Linked DNA regions of Mus musculus: all the other regions are linked to region 2. A link is a contact called in public HiChIP or PLAC-seq and promoter capture Hi-C data. All regions are on one chromosome and are shown on one strand. The core of a region is the stretch at or near the end of the contact, and the rest is flanking DNA. Distances in the headings are between cores, read along the strand shown. Region 1 holds the start of Lrrc8c (leucine rich repeat containing 8 family, member C). Region 2 holds the start of Barhl2 (BarH like homeobox 2). Region 3 holds the start of Ephx4 (epoxide hydrolase 4).

Region 1 (2,700 bases), core at 39-2,538, 940 kb before region 2:
GAAAATGATTGTCTTCTATAAACTCACCATGCAGGAGCACACAAACTAGTTAATGGCTGCTGGCTGCCCGTTTTTGTCCTCTTCTGTCTCTCCCAGACTGCCAGGGCAGAGTAATTCTTTATCTGCGTCAAGTGCTCTGAGGACAGCCAGCTGGTTACTGACAAACTCTCTCTCTCTCTCTCTCTCTCTCTCTCTCTCTCTCTCTCTCTCTCTCTCTCTCGACTGCTACAGTGATCTTATCTGCACTTTTTCCCCCAATAGGCAATTTTTCTTTTTAGGGAGATGCCAGCTTTCAAGATGCTAGTTTGTGCTTTTAAACTATAATTGGGCAGAGAGATAGGCAGACAAACCCAAGGCTCAGATCAATGGCTGGGAGAGAATCCCTCCCCTACATCGTCTAAACAACAGGTGGTTCGGGGCACATTGTTAACTCTTTTGCACACACACACACACACACACACACACACACACACACACGATCCCCACCTCTGCCCACACAAAATCGTAGGCGGAGCTTTCATATGGAACGGCACCTGCTGCTCAAAGCCCAGAAGCCCATCTTGCAGGGTCCAGTAACGAGGGACTCCTGCCAGCTGGTCAATGGGATTGAGGTTGCCCAGGGTCTTAAGGCTTTGTAAACTACGGGCATCGGATTTTTTTCGTTCTTCCCTGTTCCCCTCATATATACCACCGCCCCCTCTCCACCCGCTTCCTGGACCTTTCATTCTCTGGGGAGGGGTTATCTCCAACCTGACCCTCTGGGAGTTCCCAGGAGGGCTATTTTTAGCAGCAGCCGCTCTGCTTCAACTTAGCCCAGGGAGGAGCTGCGGTGTAAGAGCGGATGGCGGGCTCACAGAAACCACCCGCTTTTTGGCATTGTTAGGGTTGCACACAGGAGGCAGAGGACCGATCTTCCCTGCTGTGCCAACCAGGTAGGCAGCTCTGAGCAGCGGAATCATCCAGCCGCGGAGAGGCTTGATTTCCCGGTGGGGAACCCGGGGCCCGCCCAGCGCGGGCCCGCCTGCCCTGGACGCCTGGTGGTCTCGGCAGAGGAGGAAGTTCCCGGGCATCGCTGCCTGCGTCACAGCGGGGCTGGCACCGCGGCGGCGGCTCGGCAGCCGACGGCGACCCCGGGGCTGGGCGCTGGGCGGCGCTGGCTGCCGCGGGCCAGGCGGCGCGCGGGGCGGCGCTGGAGGCGGCTCCGCTTGCAGGCGGGGAGGCACCGGGGAGGAGGAACAGGGCTGCGGAGCTGGGGCGTTAGCTGCGTCCCGGCTCAGAGCCCGCGAAGAAGACGAGGACCGAGGCGCCGCCGCGGCCGTGGCCGCAGCACTCTGAGCGCGACAAGCCATGAGCAGCGACGCCGCGGTCGCTTGCCGCCGCTGAGCCCAACCCGGACACAGCTCGCCGCGCCCTGGCATCCTTTTCTGCGGATACCCTCGCCCCCAGAGGTAAGTGCCGGGGACCCGCGGAGGGATGGAGAGGGACGGCCAGCACCCTGCCACTAGCCTCGGTTCTCTGGGCGCGCCCCAGCCTGGACCCGTCCACCCTCCCTCGTTCGTGACCCTGCTTCCCCAGGGCTCTGGGACAGGCACATTGTGGTCGCCTACTCAGCGTGCGGTTCGGGGATCCCGCTAACCCCAACCCCACCCAACCCACGCGGGCCCTGGCGTCCGCGCCAGGGACCCCCAGCCGGGAGCCCAGTACAGCCTGGCCGCTAGGTTCTGGGGACTGGGGGAGGGGCGTACTAGGAGAAAACGCGGTTGCTGCAGGGATGGCCATTCTCCTTCCCTACCTTCAAAACCCCCGGAGATGCTGGGGCCTGTTTTTTCTGCTCTTCTCCCCAACCCCCTCTCCTCCCTGGAAGATGCCTGAAGTTACACTTTTTGAGGAAGGAGGGGGAAATCGAAGGTCTACACAGAGATCCAGTGAGCACTAGTCCGCTCACCTGCAAGTCCAGAGGGGCCGGAGGGGGCTGCTCTGCATCCTAAGACCCTGGAGGCCAGGTGTCTAGGCCAGCAACTGCGGCCAGGATTTCTGCCTTCATCCCAAACTGACCCTAGCAGGCTAGCAGGCTCTCTCTCTCTCTCTCTCTCTCTCTCTCTCTCTCTCTCTCTCTCTCTCTCTTCTCCAGCGTAGAGGTGTTTGGGATGGAGTTAGCCCCTTGGGAGCCTCAGGGTGTGCTCTATAGACGCCAAAGCCTTTCTTTTTTTCCAGCAGCTAATGTTTCCCTCCCCCAACACTTGGCTGTGTACATCAGATTTCAGTTATTTTAAAATCCTTCAAGTTACCTTTCTTTGCAACGGCTCAGCCCACATCTAGTCCCCATGCTTAATGCGGATGTTTTATTAGAGGTTGAGGGCAGAGCTTTACTGAGTTTCCAACTCCTTAAGTATTTTTAAACTCGCAACAAATTAGTTAGGAAACATTTTTGGGCTCCCATCCTCCTTAAAGTGAAAAATAAGACTAATTGATCTTTGTGGGAGTGTCCAGGTTTGGCTCATAGAGCCTTATTACCCTTTAGAGGTGCTGTTTCACATCTACAGACTGCAGTAGCATATGAAGTGTGGCCTTAGCTAACGGTCACATTTCTGCCGAGTATGCAGTGCTTTGCTGAAGCTTGGACAAGGATGTAGAGTGGACTGACATTAAGATGCCACTTGGGCGACAGGGGAATACGAGTAATTTTAAACCACTTGGTTC
Region 2 (2,700 bases), core at 128-2,627:
TAACATTAAATCAGACAATTCCTGTGACGGCATTTAGAAAACATGGAGGGGGCATTTGGAAAATACTGGGGTGGTATTGCATTCAAAAATAAACATCAAGTTGTGATCACAGACCTAGACAACCACAACTGGCTACCAGCTTCTCTCCACCCCTTCCCACTCCCATTCCCAAGGTCTCAGCTAAAAGAAGAAAAAAAAAAAATCCCAAGTAAGCCTCTGTTTTCAACGAAAAGTGTCTCCCATCCTATCTCTTCAGTTACCACCTTCCTCCAGCACATTTAAAATTAAGTAAAACAAAGAACGGAGCCGGATGGCCGCAAAGGTTGTGGGGCAGAAATGTAACCAACAGAACTTAAGGTGCGTCGCTAAATCGCACGCCTAGGCCCCTCTCCTTCGGCGGTCACTCAAGTGACCCGGGCAGCTCCGGCGCAACTCACCGTGGCATTTGATGTCGCTCTGGGGGTCTTCTCTCTTGTCCAGCTTGGTTTTGCCGTCCTCCTGCTCAAGCTTTGGCCTGAAGCTCTCGTGTGCCGCGTTGCTCTCCTGCTTCGGGGTGTGATGAGGAGAAGAAACGCTGGTGCTGTAGGGTGCACAAGCCGCCAGGGGTTTGCTGTCTCCCAAGATGTCCTTAATTAAAAAGGAAGAGGTGGAAGTCCTGGGGGCCGCGGCGGCCGAGCCCAGCTGCTGGGCTGCTGACTGCGGCTGCGGCGGCGGTTGCTGTTGGGGCGAAGGCTGCAAACTTTGCGCGGGGACCGCGGATGGTGGCGGCGGCTGTTGGCTGTGGTGGAGGTGATGGTGATGCTGGGGTCCGTCTGTCACAAGATGCGGCTCCGGGGGTTCCAGGGTGACCGAGATCGGTGAAGAGGGCGCCGTTCCCACGGTATCAATCTCCGAACAGGGTGACGGGGTGGCCTGGCTCCTAAAATCCGTTGTCCTCGCTTCACCGAGCGATCGGAAATCCCCGTTCATCATGCCGGGGCTCCCGGAACCGGCACCGGACAAAATAGTGTCTATTCCAAAACTCGACCCGCTGGCCCCTTCCATTGCTGTCATTTCTACATGAGGTCCACGCTACTCCGCGGATCAGCCGCCGCCGGGACCAAGCAAGGGAAACTACCGATCGTAAAACAAAATAGACACTAAAAAGCGTTGACACTGCTTTAAAAAAAAAAAAAAGTGGGGAGGGAATGAAGGATAATGGGAGGTGACAATTGGTGGGCACTTTCGACTCAACTTTTCCCCCTTATACAAAAAGTAAAGAGAAAAAAATTTGAGGGGAAAGCCCCCAAATGCCACAAGCGGGAAGGTGTGCTCCGCTCCGCTGGACCACCGCGCACGTGGGCGGTGGCAGCGGAGAGCAGCACCGAGACTAAGATGCTGGCCGCTGGAGCAACCCCGCCGCCGCCACCTGCACCGCCACCGCCGCCGCCTGGGTCTGCCCACTGCCCGATCCCGGGCGGCGGCGGCGGCGGCCGGAGCAGGTGCAGCGACCGCTAAGGCCGGGCGGTCCCGGAGGTGACCGCCGTGCGTGACCCGGCAGTCCCGGAGCCGAGTTTCTGAACTTTGTTGGAAAGTTGCGGAGCGAACGCGGCCGCCGCCGCCCCGGGAGGAGGAGAAGCAGCGAAGGAGCAAGCGCGGGCGCAGGAGACCGCGGACAGGCGGCGCCCGGCGACTCCCGCCGCTGCCCCGCGCGTTGGCTTGTCATCCGCGGGCTCGCGGGCGGCGCCGACCCCCTCCCGTGACGTCACGGCCCCCGCCGCCGCTCCCCGCCCGCGCCCCCGCCGCCCGGGCCCCGCGCCCCATTGGCCGCTGCGCGCCAGCCAGCGACGCCGGCGTGCCGGGAGCCAATGGGCGCGCTCCTGGCCAGCCCGTCAGCAGCGCGCCTCGAACCCCGCTGCTCTTTTGAGAACCGAACCTCGGTGCGCCCGCAGCCCTGAGCCCAACGCCTACTCCAGGGGTCCAAGTGGTACCCACTGTAACGAGTACCCGGCCAGGGAGATGGGGAGAGACCAGAAGGGCACTGGAGAAGGGAGCCCCCGGGCGGGAAGCGGGGAAGCAGTACGGATCGTTAGATGTGCCCGTGCTAAGTCAGATTGGAGGGTGAGTGGAGAGGCCGCGAAGGGCAAAAGGATCCTGCGGCTCCCGGTGGCCTGCAGCGCAGCCCCGCTCGCACGGTTCCCAAGCACGCTTGAGCAGAGCGGAAACACGAGGAGCAGGGGATAGAGGTGCTGAGGGACCCCACGGGGAAGTGTGTGACACCAGAGCCAGAGCTCCGCGTGGGCCTGCAACGTCTGAGCTCTACTCTCCCCACAGGAGCCGGTGCGCTCCAGCTCGGTCCAACCGGGTAGCAGATCCAGGAGAGGCACTGAGCTGGGGGGCTACATCTTTGACCCCCCTGTCGGGAAGGATCGGGCCTTTGGCTCCAAATCCCGCTTTGTCTCCAGTCAGAGCCTGTGCTGGAAGAAATGCCGGGCCAAGCACTTTCTCCCGAACCGGGAAAAACCCCGGGCGAGGCGTTCTCCAGCGGCGCGGGCAGCTGTGGTTCCCTGCGGCATCAGGCTGCTGTGGGGCCGCGGGAACTGGGTGGCTGGTCCGCAGCCTGAGCTCCCGCAGCTCCTCCCTCCAATGCTTCCATCCCCTCCCCACTGTGGCAGGCCTTGGTTTTGGAAAGGAAACAGTCACCGCCGATCCATTTGGGAC
Region 3 (2,719 bases), core at 70-2,569, 950 kb after region 2:
GGATCAACACCAAGCAGAAGATTTGTATAGACACTTTGTCGAGAAAAGTATAGCTGAGTGACATGTGATCACACAGAAGATGCCTGGTACTATTCGCCATTAGGAAATAAATGTAGGCTTTATTCTTTTTATTCATTATTTAACAGTAATTAACAGTAATAACGCGGTAGCCTTTGTGGCATATTCAGACATATGTGTCATTAAACTTTGTTCTAAAACATTCACTTCCCCAGCTGCCCTCCCCCATGCTCTGCCCTCAGGCAGCTCCTTCCTTCCGGAAGATAGTGCCTCTTATTGAGAATCAAGGGTTCACTCTGCACCTCTGGAACAAATGAAATTAAGAGTTCAGTACACAGTGCTTTAAAGAATGGGACCCAGGCTCTAAGCAACACCTCTAGCACCGAGCAGTCATTCTGGAAGCCAGTTTGATTCTGTCGCAGAAAGCCAAAGGTACACTTACCCACCTTATCCCACTGTCTCATTTCTAGGTGAAATAGGAAAAAAAAAACGTTCACACAGAAACATTTTATGTAGATACACTTATAACAGCCCTAAGCTATTCAGATGGAAGGAATGAGTAGAGATGGCTCACCAGTTAAGAGTACTGGCTGCTTTTTCAGAGGACCTGAGTTCAGTTCCGGAGGTGAGGGGTGCACAGTCACCTGTAACTGCATCTCTAGAAGGACGGACGGACGGACGGACGGACACACACACACACACACACACACACAAGGGAGGTCAGGGAAGAGAAGGGAAACAGGAACGTAAAGGAAGACTAAGAAGAATGAATGTTTCTTAACGGGGCGGGGTGGGGGTAGGGCTGATAAACTATTGTAGAGTTACACCAATGGGGGCGGGAGGAGGGAGGGGGAGGGGAACATTAAGAAGAGAGGGAGGAGGGAGGAGTCCTTGCTAAGGGTAGGGACAAGCTAATTGATTGCTTGTGCCTTGGTGTAAAGTGCCTTTTTGCTTTTTCTGGCTGGGGTGTTTGGTAACTTTGAACTCAGTTAAGAAACAGTTAATATCTGTAAGAGATTGTGTTAGGGATGCCCACCTGAAGAAATAATTACCACAGTTCAGTACAAAAGTCCCTCCCGCCCTCCGCGATTCTCACATCCGGGAAAAGGTCTGCGGCTTCTGGGACCGGGGCGCTGGGACCTGTTCAGAGCCCGGAGCTTCGACAGGACCTGGGGATGGCGTTCGGCGTCGCCTTCATGTCGCTCGGCTCTAGCGACGTGGCACGGGAGGACAGCCCGGGCCTCGCCCTGCGCGGTCCCCGAGGCCCGGGCGCGCGGCGTGTGCGGGGCGAGCGGGCGGGCGCGGGAGGGACGCCGCAGCTCGGCTCCCGCAGGCGCCCATGGCCCCGCCGCGCCCGCCCCGCCTGCTGCCCGCGCTGCGCGCCCTGCTCTACTGGTCCCTGGTGTACGGCTACTGCGGGCTGTGCGCCTCCGTCCACCTGCTCAAACTTTTGTGGAGCATCGGTAGGGCGCCGGCGCAGACCTTCCGCCGGGCGGCCCGGGCCAACCCTCCGGCGTGCCTGAACGACCCCTCCTTAGGGACTCACTGCTACGTGCGCATCAAGGTGAAGGCCGACGCGGGCCTGGAGACAGGGGAGGGAGAGGGACGCGGGTGGGGAGCCCTGGAAGCCGCGGTGCCTAGGGCGCCGGGCCGATTGTTCCTAGATGCGTCCCGATGGCTGCGGGCACCCGGAGGACCCCAGGGGGAGGCAGGAGGGACCTGGCCAGGGGCTGTTCCGCGGGTCAGTATCATGGCTTTCCACTCTCTCCTTAACCTATGTGTGTGTGTGGAGGGGGGGAGGTGCGTGTTTCAGAACGTGAAATTTCTCTAACTGGATCCTCCTCCTGCTGAAGCAACTCAGAATAATTCTGCTCCCTCTCCTACTGCAAGGAGAAGCTATCTCCTGTTACCTTTTTTGCCTTTTAGGGCTCAGATCAGTTGCAGGATAATGCTCCTGGCGGTGCCCTGCTGTCCAGATTTTGAGATGGAGGGAGTGGACAGTTCTTTGGAAAGTCATTTCTAATCTCAGATGACCTAGGCAGCACTAAAGGATAAGAAATGGTTTGTGTTTGTGAGGAAGGAAGTAGGTGCAAAAAGTCAAAAATAGGAGAGAATGGAATACAAAGTAGGTACCCACTTCTTAATAAAGCTCCATTCTCTGTGCTTAAATAAAAGTGTCAACCGTGCCAACAGATTTTCATTGTCCGTCCTCGTCCAAGCTTCTGTCACAGCCCACAGACGGTCTATTTCCTGATGCCAGGTGGTGGAGTGATACAGTCTCTGTGATACGACCTACAGTCTGACTCACAAGCCTTTCAAAGGCAACATACAAGGAGATATTTGTGTTACTGAGTCCTGCCTGACGTTTAATCAGCAGCTAAACTCCCCAGCAACTGGGATTCAGAAAGGCAAAAGGAGCCTGAAACTGATGTGAGAATTAAGTATGTTCATGTTTCGAGAAGAAGGAGAGGAGGAGGAGGAGGAGGAGGAGGAAGAGAACCACAAAGAAAAAGAGAAGAAAACATAGGCCAACGGACCTATAACTTAGTATAATTTATAATTCATCATTATAATTATCAACCTGGCATATACCCAGTGCGATAAAATCTTTATTAAATCCAATCTGGTGGCCCTGGCATTTTATTCTTCCAAGACTCACCACCACTAAAATAATTTTTAAAAGATAACAGCCAAGTCACAT

The links. Promoter capture Hi-C pulls out the DNA fragments that hold promoters and counts their contacts. HiChIP or PLAC-seq counts read pairs in DNA pulled down with a chosen protein or histone mark.
Region 1: an H3K27ac HiChIP or PLAC-seq map of embryonic stem cells shows a contact between it and region 2, with 2.4 times the contacts expected there. The contact joins the promoter of Lrrc8c here to the promoter of Barhl2 in region 2.
Region 3: a contact with region 2 is called in a promoter capture Hi-C map of embryonic stem cells. The contact joins the promoter of Ephx4 here to the promoter of Barhl2 in region 2. A contact is called at or near these places in 3 of 39 promoter capture datasets (embryonic stem cells and liver), 1 of 484 Hi-C or Micro-C datasets (embryonic stem cells) and 2 of 9 other capture datasets (adipose tissue and embryonic stem cells).

Annotation. Positions count from the first base shown.
Region 1 is chr5:105,518,183-105,520,882 of GRCm38.p6, forward strand. It overlaps Lrrc8c (leucine rich repeat containing 8 family, member C), which reads left to right and starts at 1,289. Exons shown (of 4, transcript NM_133897.2): 1 at 1,289-1,448.
Region 2 is chr5:106,456,789-106,459,488 of GRCm38.p6, forward strand. Barhl2 (BarH like homeobox 2) reads right to left here and starts at 1,378. Exons shown (of 3, transcript NM_001005477.1): 1 at 438-1,378. The coding sequence starts at 1,053. Gm33151 (a long non-coding RNA gene) reads left to right here and starts at 1,804. Exons shown (of 2, transcript XR_389476.3): 1 at 1,804-2,100; 2 at 2,655-2,700.
Region 3 is chr5:107,402,194-107,404,912 of GRCm38.p6, forward strand. Ephx4 (epoxide hydrolase 4) reads left to right here and starts at 1,320. Exons shown (of 7, transcript NM_001001804.2): 1 at 1,320-1,582. The coding sequence starts at 1,358. All of the region lies in intron 3 of Gm17202 (a long non-coding RNA gene), which reads right to left.